Regions from separate parts of the Bombyx mori genome. Here region 2 is linked to region 1. A link is a contact called in public Hi-C data. All regions are on one chromosome and are shown on one strand. Each heading gives the region's core, a stretch centred on a gene start, on an enhancer-like site or on the middle of the called end of the contact. The rest is flanking DNA. Distances are from core to core; before and after follow the strand shown.

Region 1 (6,480 bases), core at 2,368-4,867:
GATTTCGATTCATTAATCAAACCGATCGATAAATTAATAGACGATCCATTTGATGATTTAGAAAAGGAAGAGGAAATAATTCCTTTAAGAGAAACTAATCTGGTTGAATCGTTGTCGGCCGATCAGATACCTATAGTAGGAGTTTCTACTGTTCCGTTATTCGGTCTGTCGACTATTATCGCTGATAAGCCGAAAGAGGCAGGCAGCGATTCAAAGAAGATAATTTTCGAGCTACCAAAAACCGAGATATTGAACGCGAACAATATGAGCTTATTCGAAAACTTCGCGCCCCCCCAAAAGAATACAAGGGACGACAGTGAAAGTAGATCGGACCTCAACATGTGTGTGACTTGTAGGGAAGTGAAGAAGCCAGGCAAAGAAAATGAAATGGATAACTTGACCAATCAATTAATTGGGAATTTGACATCGCCTATACAACTTTCGAATGCTGTGGAAGTGTCACTTGTTGAGACAAATGCGACAGATAACAGAGAAGGCAATGTACAGGGTGCTGAAAAAACACAAATTTCTGCGGAAACTACCGGCACGATTCCTATTCATTCAGTTACTGAAAATGAAGAGAAGGGTCCAAGAGAATTCGGATGGACGGATAAAACTGAATTTTCTGCACAGCAACCTGAAGACCATGACTATACCTTCAAACTAGATCCAAACTCAATAGGATTCTTTGGAAACAATTCTTTGTTCTTTGACAAAGTGCCTAGCGTAAGTGAAGATTTAAAGACTGAATTTGAGAATACAAAAGAAAATCAGGGCCCGCGTTGTCCTGAAATACCAACTGCTCCACCAGCGGAAGAAGATAGTACATCAGAAGGAACAGGTGGCTTAGATGTCCACTCTATAGAACAAGACGCTAATAAAGATTTCCCCATCTACGAAGACTTTTTAATAGAACCATCGGAAACTGACGAAAACAAAACCGAGTTTGGAAAGAAGGAGATGAATCAAGATGCGAAGGAATCTGACACGTTCACGAACAGAATTGACAAATTTAAAAAGCTAGAGGAGACAGTCGATCATGATGATATTTTTGACAGAACTTCACTTTTTACTTTACCACCGAAGACAAGTCCAGCAATCACAATAGCCTCGTATTTCGATACGGGGAATTACGCAGCCGAAACGCACTACCGGAATTCGTTTGGCTCACCGCCCAGCGCCGGTTATCCGGTCTCAACCAGTATGAGGATCCCACCGGGTTTCGAGGAGGAGTACCACAGACGGATGAGCGGAACTCTTCACGATAAAACGGCCCTCGATAAATTGAAGGATTCCGTTCCTCTGATACCTGACACGACCACACAGACATCTGTAATTTGCACAAGTACTTACACCGCCCACAGGGAAGTGTCCCCAGATCTTAATTACAAAATTGAAGCCAGCATAGCGGGAATAGTCGAAGAGGTGTTGACTGCGCGAGAACCGAATGAAAAACCAGATTGTATCACAACGTTTGCCGGTCAAAACGTTGAAGAGATAGACGCAGTCAAGCAAGCCGCGAATAGGCTTGGTGATATCAAGATATCCGAGCTACAGATCCCCGAAACAAAACCGTTACCGGATCCTATGAATTTCTTTTCGTCACCAGAAGTTTCTAGAGCCGAACCGGGAACGTTTAATAGATTAGCTAGTTATTTCGCTTCGCCGCCCGCCAGTGATCCGTCGAAGTCTTTTTTTGAATTGAGCCAAAGTCAAAATCATTACAGACACGCTAATGACGGTCCCGAAGACTCTTCTCGTTTCGCGTACCAAAATCATCGCTTCGATAATAACGTAATGAACTCGGAAAAACAGAAAGCCACATTCGATCTGATAAAAGATTTGACGTCGACGCGTTACATACCAAACGAACAGATAGTCAGAACGGTAAACTATTTCACGATTGAATACGACGATCCTAATATAAGCCGCCCTAGACGCGATCCGGATTCGAGTAAAATCGAACCTAACCATTCCGAGAGAGCTGATGACAACAACGCGGCGTTCTATCGAGACGTTAAAATCTGTGAATACTGTTGCGATTTCAATACGAACGTTTTTAATATAAACGAAGTTAGTTATAAAGTTAAGGCGACCGCTAACGATAATAATAACGCGGCCGGTAGTAAAGGCTGTGATGTCAGCATGGAGCGTGTCAATGCAGCCAATAAAAACGTGACCATAAACCTTGAAGGAGCAACCGACGGAGTCACCGATGATGCAGTTACCGTTCTCAGTGAGGTAGGAAGTTTTATTAAGCATAGTACAGTAATATACCCCCTATAACGCGGTGCATCGGTTACGCGTTATAGTTGTATACCCGTATAACGCGATTTTACGACCTCGTATAACGCGTTACGTATGAATGATTCATCTCGTTTAACTTAAAATGGTATATTTTTATTAATTTTAAATAAAAAATATAAAAATAAAATTTAACCTACGCCTTTAGCCACACAAATTTAATGAAATAATTTAATTTTGTAATAAAACGATTGACACACGTGCAAAGGTACGCGAAACTAATTATGAACTGTACAAACTATTATGAATTTCACAGTACGGAAATATGTATGTGGGGAATCCCCGCGTTGTAGAGGGGAATGCCCGTGTTATACGAGGGATTGAAATCGCGTAATATGAAAACGCGTTATAAGGGTACCGCGTTATAGGGGGGAATACTGTATATTAATTACGAGCGACCCGCCTTCGCTTCGCTTCGGGAACTGTAATTTATTATTAATTATGAAAATAAGAAGACAGATTTTTTTCTTACTTACTTGACTTATTATTGTAAAGTTTTATCAAAAACCATTCAGTAGTTTTGCGTGAAAGAGTAACATACATACATCCATACAAACACTCATACATATGAAGTCATCGTGGCCTAAAGGATAAGGCGTCCGGTGCAATCATGTCCGGCGACGCACCAGTGTTCGAATCCCGCAGACAGGTACCAATCAATTTTTTTAATGATATACGTACTTATCAAATGTTCACGATTGAATTCCACGGTGAAGGAATAACATAACGTGTAATAAAAATCAAACTCGCATAATTATCATTTGCGTTATAACTGGTGGTAGGACGTCTTGTGAGATCGTACAGGAAGGTACCACCACCAATTTCTGCCGTGAAGCAGTAATGCGTTTCGGTTTGAAGGGTGGGGCAGCCGTTGTACTGTAAAAACTGAGACCTTAGAACTTATATCTCAAGGTAGATGGCGGCATTTACGTTTTAGATGTCTTTGGGCTTCGGTAACCACTTAACACCAGGTGGACTGTGAGCTTGTCCACACATGTATGCAATTTAACCTTAGAATTTAAACTTTCGCGTTTATAATATTAGTAAGATATATGACATATCGTTCTTCAAACGAAGCTTGTGGAGAGTACTTAACGGTGGGTGACAGCTCGGCTCTGCCCCTGGAATTGCTGACGTAGGTTAAACTAAATAGCCTTTCACCCCTCGATATATAGTATTCGTAATATACTTATATTTAGGGCATCTTGAGAATCCGCACAGGTAGCTACCACCGCCCTGCCTATCTCTGCCGAAAATCGAAACAGACATTTTACACAATACAACCGAGATTTACACAGCACGTGTGAGAGGGCGTGAGACGATTTGTGATGTCCATAGGCTCCCATTACCACTTACAGGAGGTTGGCCGCGAGTGGTATACCCGTATAGGATATGAAAGTAAAGAACATATTGCCATGAAGCGCATTCACATCGTGGACACTGTTGATATTGACGCGGATGGTCTCATTGAGACACTTCTACAACCCACAGTGGGCTATTGTCAGTTCCTTTAAAATTTACTGGACCCACAGCATCCTTGAAGCGTCATCCGGCCGATCCTACCAATCAGCCACAGTGACCAAAAGCGGTGTTAGTGGTTTTAGTAATGCCCTGTGTATTTCAGAACCGCTCTCTGGCCGAATACAATCCTGTGAAGTACCACTGGTTCTATCGAGTGGACATCGAAGGCAAATCCATATGGAGAGGCTTCTCGGAAGTCGATTCGAAAGCTCTAGAGGAAGCTTATCTAAGTCGTAAGTTTGGGATGAATTGAGATCTAAAGTTGGTCGTTGAAATTGCTTAGTGTCTGTTTGGTTAAGCTAGTTTTTCAGGTGTATACGTAGCAATCGAAAAAGCAATGAAGTCGATGTCTCAATGAGGTTACGTGACCATTGTTCTGTTCTTTAGATCGGAACGCTAGACTGTATTGTATCCGTATAGTTCGCCAATGCTTTAAAGAATTTCAAAGGGATGCGATAAGTTTAGGAGCTGACGAGGTCTTTTGATGATCGCTGTCACTCCGGAACCTAGAGTAGGAGAACCGCTATCCCAATTCAACTTGTAAAATTGATTTTGATGATTCATCCATTACAAGACACCACTGATTATGTGACTTCAGAAAATGATTGCTACGTGTTAATAATGCCTAGTTCATAGGATCTTTGAGGCTTATGGTGAGATCTAAGTGACTTCCTCTCGATGTCTTCGGGCTACGTTGAGGCATCTCAGGATCTTGCAAAAGATTCTCAAAACTGTAAACTATTCCAGCCGATCTCAACGAGAAGACGCTGGTGGCAACTGATGGAGGAAGGTATGACGTGAACGTGGTGGGGAGACTGAGGACAGCCGTCTACTGGAGCGACAAGCCTACTAATGTCTTAAGGTATCAGGAAGCTCGGATTGCGTAGGTTTCTCGTGATAGAAATATTGGTATTTCAGTATAAGACCGCTCGAGTGATCTGTTAGACTTGATGGAGTTCGAAACTTGACTCTGTTAGGAGTTAATTACCATAGACATCGGTGACCACAAACGTTACTTCGAGATGTGATAGCCACTGTGTAGAGTAGTACTGTAGTAGTAGCTGTAGTAGTATACTCGGTAGTAACCGAGAACATATTATTTCCCTACAAAGACATAGATGACTTTCAGCCACGAGCATGTAACCTTCATGATATATTTATAACCCTGAGACCATGAGTTTGCGGCTCAGATAAAAGGACGCCATCGCGTCCTAACAGAGATCTCCCAATTAGAGAAAAGGACCGATTTGTTTGGACCAACTGTGGTTATTGTATAGTGAATCTTAACTTAACGTCAGATTATAACTGCGACCGTTTCTCATTTCTCGTAAATCTCAAGGGTTTGTTCTGCCCAGCATCCGTATTCGCTCGGTCCTCTCGTTAAGTGTCACGTCTAGCCAATGTGATAATGACGGTGCTCTAATATCTCAGATGTAGCTGGTTCTACAAAGGCACAACCGACGCGAGATACGTGCCCTACTCGGAAGCGGTGGCCGAGAGACTTGAGGTGAGCATAGTTATTTTCTTTTACAATCGTCGACCCTGGAGTTGGTGGTGCTCAAATTGGCAGTGAAACGTGACCGGCACCGAGGTACCACCACCCAACCTATTTCTGCCGTAAAGCAGTAATGCGTTTCGTTTTGAAGGGTGGGGCAGCCGTTGCAACTATACTGAGACCTTAGAGCTTATATCTCAAGGTGTGTGGCAAATTTACGTTGTAGATGTCTATGGGCTCCAGTAACCACTTAACGCCAGGAGGGCTGTGAGCTCGTCCACTTATCTAAGCAATAAAAATAAAAAAAAGTCCTGAGTACCCCGCAAGCATCTTAGGCACCGAAACCTCAGTGGGGGTTCGACCTCCGACCCGAAAAGGAATACGTGGACTATTGTCTCCCCACTGACGCCAGTCTAGTCTCTCTGACTTTCAAAGTCCGTCTTATTCCCGAGTTGAACCACAGTTTGATTCAAATGGGAATTTGCTCAAATTCATAATTGCAGTGGCTTAAATAATAAGACGACCGGTGCATTAGTATTGAGCGATGCGACAGTGCCGATATTCGAATCCCACAAGCGGGCACCAATTTCTTTAATGAAATACGTTTCCTAAACCAAATGTACACGAATGACTTCCACCACCATATAGGAAGTGTAGGAATATATTTTTTTTGTAAAAATCAAACTGATGTTAATTCTAATTTGCGTAATTACTTTGGTGGTAAGATGTCTTGTGAGTTAAGCACATTTGGATCACATTCCGGCGTAGTTCTACCACAGTTGTGACTTACGACCTCATGTTTTTGAAGTGAAACTTCTTTATCGGCGTTGGAAAAAAATTTACCGTCACATTTTTCGGTTACGCGTCACATTTTTCCGTTACGCGCCATCTTTTTCTTCACCATTCATTGTTGCCGTACACAAGTGAAGGTGCCTCTTTACTCGGTAACAATAATTATAAAATACCGATGATTTTAAGTGGAGATTTTAATGTAAATTTTGCATCGGAAAATTCTTTGAAGCTAGTTGAATTTCTGAAAGATAAATTGAATTTATCCATGAAAAACAGTCCTCAAACGTCAACAACAAGATCTGGCACTACAATTGATGGAGTTTTTACTCGGTCACTAAATTTCGTGGAATGTAAACCATATATTTCAT
Region 2 (6,838 bases), core at 3,616-6,115, 52 kb before region 1:
CGAGTTCGACGTACGACTTAAACCATAGACACAGCCCATTGAGTTTCTCAACGAATCTTCTCAGTGGGTCGCGATTCCGATTCGGTGGTAGATTCAGCGATACTGCTCTTGCTAGGGTCAATGTTAGCAAACTCTCTCAAGTTGAGCCCGTGAACTCTCACCTACCAGTTCGAGAGTACATCGAATAGCCTCTTAGGTTACCAAAAAGTAGATGTAGAAATTACCTGTGACACAATTCTGCTCGTAGTAATGTTGCTTGTGGAGCGAAGAGTCTCGTGATGTTGGAGATTTTCGTTTTCGACCCTCTCGAGGTCGTTGACTGCATCGGGAAAGACGACGGCCGCCGATCGTCCGGTCCGGGCTTCCGGCCGTCGCAACGGACCGGCCAGACGGACGAATGGTTCGCCTGGAATCGGATCAAGATTTTGTTCAGCATGCAATGTATGCGTCGAATGTTACTTTAACGTATAATGATGCGTTCTGAATGTCCTGTTAGGGGGCTATGCGTGGAATGATTTAAAATAGCAGAAAAAATCTTACCACCAACATCCCTGCCGATTATTTTCACGTAATTCTTGTTCCCCTTAATGCTTGGCATAATAACGTCGGCCATCAGCTCCGTCGATAGATCCCTCTGGTCTACGGGTTCGTCTCCGACCATAGGCTGGTAGCTGGAATTAGAGATGAAGAGATGGAAATAACCATTTTGTGTAACTCTGCGATTGACCATCTCGGTGGTGCGCTGTTATAGTTAACGCCCCTGACTTGTGAGCCCAGGATCGATCTCCGCATCGGGCAAACATTCGTGTGATGAACAGGCTTATTGGCTCTTGATATATGTGTAAATTTAAACGCATGGAGGTACGTATATCAGTGTTTTGTGCCTTTAGTACAGGGATTTTTAGTTTTCTGGTGAGATGTCTGAAAGTGATGACTGACTGACGGTTTTTTTTTTTTAATTTTCATTACTTTCTCTTAAGTTAGATGGTTGTTTATCAGCGTATCTGGTTCTGATCGTATACTAGAGTAGGGTGAATGCAGCCCCAATACAATCATAGATAGGTCATTAAATTGAAGGAAACATATCGAGGGGTGAAAGGCTGTTTGGTTTAATTGATATTTTTGCAACTTTATAGGAGAACCATTTAAAGTTCATACATTTGAAAAAATATCAATACAAAAAAAAAGCTTCTTGAGCTATTTGAATGGAGTAAACTTAATTGAAGTTCTAATTAAAAACGTCGAACTGTTGATGCTGATGCCAAATAAAACGGACCTTTAATTACAAAGATAAATGTCGCGTGTTAAGCGAAATCGCGGCTTAAACCGAATAGCCTTTCAACTCTCGACATGATTCTCAGTCACAAAGGGTGATGCTCCCCAGCAGGGAAGACCATCCTGCCTGATGGGCCTACCTGAAAGGTAAATTGGCCAGTTCAGTTCCGTATTCGTCGACAATCAGCGACTCTCTCACGCTTGCCACAGGTCCGGTCACACGCAGCTTCAGCATATCTGGAGAGAACAGAGGAAAGAGTAGAGTAGCTTTCGGTTTTTTTTAAGCGAAATTCCAGAGTCGATTAAACCGGAAGTTTTGCTAACACTGACCCTAGCAAGAGCCGTGCTTCGCAGAAGCTACTACCGGATCAGAAACGGGACCCACTGAGAAGATCCGGCGAGAAACTCAGTGGGTTGTGTCTATGAGTTAATTTACTCGTCGAGCCCTTCGTCACAAGCTACTACATAGCATACAAGCATAGACACTATGTTTTTTGTAAATTTCAGCCTATGTGTTACTCTGATGTGTAAGCTTTGCGTCATATTTATTTATATCAAATCTAGAAGCCCAAAAAATAATTTTCAAGCTTTTAGCTCTAAAAATGACGATACTTCCATACACTTTTTTATAACACAGACCCCCCCCCCCTCTCTTTAACCCTTTACAAACCCTTTTTCGGATTAAAACGTCGCCTATGTCGTTTCCCAGGCCATCTGTGTACCAACTTTCATTTAAATCGGTTCATTAATTTTGGGATGAAAGCGAGACAGACAGACACAGCTACTTTCGCGTTTATAATATTAGTATAGATTTGTTGTTCTCTATAAATGCTTATCGCTTTAGTTCGAGGTTTCCTTAGATGATAACCTTAGATAACCTCAGCTTGTTCTATGTCATTTCCTTATTGGTGACGTGTTTTATATTCGGTTTGCATGTATGTGCTTTAAAAATGGAGACCTTAGAACTCATATCTCGAGGTAAGTGGGGGGGGTGGTGGTGGCAGGATTACGTCTTGTGAGTCCGCGCGGATAGGTACCACCGCCCTGCCTGTTTCTGCCCTGAAGCAGTAATGCGTTTCGGTTTGATGGGCGGGGCGGTTGTTGTATTGGAAAAGCGGAGACCTTAGAACTCATATCTCAAGGTGGGCGCCGGCATTTACATTGTAGATGTCTATGGGCTCCGGTAACCATTTCATACCAGGTGGGCTGTGAGCTCGTCCACCCACCTAAGCAATAAAAAAATTAAAAACATCCAGAGAAGTAGAGAAAACAATCTTTTTCATCACAGGAATGTTTGCCCGATGCGGGAATCGAACCCACGGCCCACGGCGCGACAGTCGGGGCGCTAACTACTGCACCATCAATTCAGTTATAATATACTTGGTTCTGACATTCCGATCAGAAGCTTCAGGATACAAAAAAGTAATAGATTATTTTAAATTTCGGCCCGAAATTATTATTTTTATTAAAATTTGAACTTCCATTTCGCTCTCATAGATTTTAAATAACTGTAATTATTAAGTAGTCGTCCAAGTAACGGATGTCTTTGCGTCTTTAAAATAGTTTATGTTGTATGTGGCCAAAAGTGCCGTTTCCCTGTGCCGGAACCGGGAAAGAAAAATGCTGACGTCATACGTAATGCAATGTTTATTCGTCGAGCTGAGCGTTTGGCGTTGTTAGTTGGCTATTTCGTGAACCCGCAATGAAATACAAATACAGATTTCACCCTCGATCTTTGACCGCGCGCGTAATTTGAACTTCATTACTACGCAATGTAATGCAAATTCAGTTTTGTTTTCTTTCTAATACGTTTGTTTTAATGCATCATACCATTTGTTTCGTTTTTTTATATTTTATAAGATACAGTCTTAAAATTATGACGGTACATGTCATTTTTGTACAGCAATCATCAAAATCATCTATGATTGCCTTGAGTTTTATCGTTGAAGAAAAAAAAAAGCGTTTGACATATAGATATACACACATCTTTGTTCTATTTCTAATCTGCATTATTTTTTAATTAAGATTAGATTATTACATGATCGTATTTTAAACATCAAGGCGTAATTATATTATTTATTGACATTTGCAATTGATAAGTAATGTTTAGTTGTGTCCAAGGCTCGGTTGATTACGCATCTCGTGTTTAGTGGTACGAAGTGAAGTTGTGTTTTTCCTCGAAGGGGTTCGAATGTGATTATTAAAAAAAATCTAGTTAAAAATCGAATAAAATTACTAACACATGTACGTATAGTACGTGTATAATGTGTTTCGGATGTCTTTGCTGTCGAAATGACCGGAAAAAAAAAACAAAAGAAAATTAATCGTAAAAAGTAAAATATCTATGAGAGACACGAAAATTAAAACTTCTTTCTAATTTCGAATTAGCTCTTCAGGAACCCGCTGCGTCGCGTCGTTGGCTCAAAAAGGCGGTAATATTTGCGAGTTCGATTTTTAAATATGACGCTTAGTGGTTTGTTTATATAGTTTTTTTTTTTCGTTCTCCCCAATCAAACGGTTGCAGTATTTCGGATGTAAGTCTTTAGCGCTGAATGCAACGTATAAACGTTATTAATGCGGAATTGAAAGATTGTTTTAATATTCGTCGTTATCATCGTAGTAAGCGCGTTCCAAAGGTCGTCGGTTCAAGATCGAGGTTCCGCGACAATGTGTTTACTTGACAGCGTCTGACGGAATATAAAAATAAATAAATAATGTTTTAGTTATTAAAGAGCCAGCAGTCTCTTGCTTTTATTAAAATTCGATCATACATTATGCAAGACACACCACGAATGTACATGACCCAGAAAGAGACTAGAGAGACTACAAAAAAAATATTAATTTTTCATTTGTTCGCTCAGAATGTGCAGGGGCTCTATAAAGAAATCGCGGAGGTCGTTACCTTAATAATATTAATAAAAACATTTTGACAGCGAATAATCGTCGTCTCATTAATAGGACTTAAACGTTAAAGTGGCTCTATAACACGGGCGACCTTGATCGTGGCATGGTCGTAAAAAAAAGGTGTTTTTGTTTTTTTTTTCTTAAATTTGAAACGCAACTGTATTCACAGCCTTTTGGCTTCCTTCCGATATTTCGAAATTTATAGAATCGATCGCGTCAAGGGCGCGAGATTTGCGTGAAAATTGTACTTTTATTGAAGCATTTGCATGGGCGTTCGAAAATATAAAATTTGTTTTATTGAAAAAAAGAATATGAAAAAAATAACGAGAAATGCGAACGTGAATTGGATTCTCGTGTTCCTCCTTTTCAATTTTTTTTGGGGATTAAAGTGTCTTATGTTTTGCCTGAAATGAATAATACGCTAAGCATGGCGCGGTAGGGTATAAGACTTAAAATACACATACTTATTATGATCACCAATGTAATTAGCATTAGAAAACATTTTTGAACACGTGCCGAATGATGATGACAATCGATTCACTAAATAAAAATCGATTCCTTCGATAAATTAAATCAAGAAATTTTAACGATACACAAAAGACGCGTTACACATTTAAGTCTGTGCGATGAAAAAAAAAACGCGAGCTTCGAACTTCGAACGAGTCGTTCGACATTTAAAACCTGTCGTCGTCTCTCTTGATTTAGTAGTGTTGGGAATGTTAATTCGATTTCGGTATTCGGTTAGTGATTCGGTTCGGCTTCGAGATTCACGGCTCGCCAGGTATTGAGAGCTTGGATAGCGGTGCCAGGGTTTCGGTATCGGCTTTGAATGAGAACGGGGCGGACTTTAGTACCAACGGAATATCAACGTCGTGACATCATAGATTGTCAATAACTATAAAATAATAACACACAACATGGAGCGTATCTAGCGTAATGGTGATGGAATTTTTGATTGAAAAATTTAAACATTAAAATTAATACGTATTAAATTAAAGCATCGCCTTTATTTCCCCTACCCATTCGCTGTTAGTATAAAGGACAATTCCAGTTACGCCCGGACTGGTAGGTGTACTCACGGACTCAACCTGAGAGAATTTGCAAACACTGGCCTTTGTAAGAGCAGTGCTTCGGTGAATCTACTACCGGATCGAAATTACGACTCACTGAGAAGATCCGACGAGAAACACAATGGGCTGTGTCTGTGGATTAGTTGGCTCGTCGAACTCTTTAAGTACGAACACTTATATTGCGTACGAAGCCCTAATACCGAATTTAGCGAATGTGACCGACGACACTAGAGTATTTTCGTGTTAAAAAGCGAATACCGACCTTGACCCAGAAAAGGTGCGAAGCCATTTTTTCGGGAATCTCGGCGTTGGAATGTAACCGTAACTTCACTAAGGTTAGTGTGTTTATTATTATTAGTATTAATATTGTGATATAGTTGCCACGATACCAATGTTATAAAGATGTGATGTTTTTTTGCTTTTGATTTTTGTTAGGTTGGCAGTTTTGTAATTCTGTGATTTGTTTTTTTTTCTCGGTTTGATTTTATTGTATTGTGATATTGGTTTTACTTAAGTAGGTATGCTTATATTTTTTGTTTTGTTTGTGTTTGAAATTCGAATTTTATTCTTTTTACGTAATTAATGCGCGAATCTGTTCGTTTTTGGCGGGAATCAGCGCGTCACGCTGTTACGATGATGTATGTAATAATTTCTCGGATTTTAAACAAATGTAATAATTTGTTCTCGGACGAAAGCGCTTGAGCGGTTCGGAGAGTTTTTTTGTTTTTTCGTTTTCCGTCCGATTCTTACCTCGAAAAGTTCAATGAACCGAAGCGCTCTTCGCCAACGCGCTATTATTATTGACTTGTCCTATATATATTTTTGTACATTATGTCGACGGAAGAAAGTGGAATTTTCTTAACTTGAAAAACCCAACTCGCATATACGAGAGTCATTAAACTATTTCAAAAATACATAACTCATATTATGTTTATAAAAAAGTTAAAAGTTGAACATATGAAATTTGATGGAAAAGAAATAAGATGAAGAAAAATTTATTGTAGATAAAAAATAGACCTAGATCATTAGAAGCGTTTATTTTTCTTTTGATACCAGAATATCGAGAAGTGGAACGCTATTTGGTTTAAAGAGATATTTTTGCAACTTTACACATGAGCCATTTAAAGTGTAGGTAACATTTGGAAAAAATAACACAATAAAAAAAAAAACTCATACTGCTATTTGTTTGTTAGTATCGGAAGTCAATGGAGATTTTGACTTTGTGATGTCCATGGACCACACTTTGCTAAATAGGTTAGGCGTTTCACGTCTACTTTAGACTCAGTAATAATGTCAGATCCACGGACTTCGGTTCTGTGATGTCCATGGACCACAGTTGGTTAAATAGGTTAGGGGTTGCTCGTCTGCTGGTATCGTCTTACCTGCACCGTCGGTGCCTACGTCCAGGTGGATCTGGGCCCTGGCCATGACGCAGAGCCTGTAGTCGCAGGTGTCGCAGCGGACGCTCAAGTGCCACTTCCCCATCATTCCTGGCTGTGATTCCGGATCAGGATTGGCCGGTAGAACTGATAGTCTAGAAAGGAGATTCCGTTCTTAGATCAGAACAACTGTTGTTCTTCAGTCGCTTC

The links. Hi-C and Micro-C count contacts between places; a contact is called where the count stands out from the background.
Region 2: a Hi-C map of middle silk gland shows a contact between it and region 1, with 1.4 times the contacts expected there. The contact joins two enhancer-like sites. A contact is called at or near these places in 2 of 7 Hi-C or Micro-C datasets (middle silk gland and midgut).

The regions. Positions count from the first base shown.
Region 1 is chr11:2,748,823-2,755,302 of ASM3026992v2, reverse strand. LOC101741044 reads left to right here. Exons shown (of 21, transcript XM_021349697.3): 3 at 1-2,241; 4 at 3,929-4,058; 5 at 4,573-4,687; 6 at 5,257-5,332. Among protein-coding and RNA genes, the nearest start is that of LOC101744060, 21 kb to the left of the region's middle. Within about 2 kb of position 3,617, at least 2 of the 8 cell types and tissues checked have open chromatin away from gene starts, as enhancers often do.
Region 2 is chr11:2,801,653-2,808,490 of ASM3026992v2, reverse strand. The region is part of intron 1 of LOC101741044; the gene reads left to right. It overlaps LOC101744060, which reads right to left. Exons shown (of 20, transcript XM_012692530.4): 11 at 6,632-6,783; 12 at 1,416-1,512; 13 at 541-671; 14 at 225-406. Among protein-coding and RNA genes, the nearest start is that of LOC101741044, 19 kb to the left of the region's middle. Within about 2 kb of position 4,865, at least 2 of the 8 cell types and tissues checked have open chromatin away from gene starts, as enhancers often do.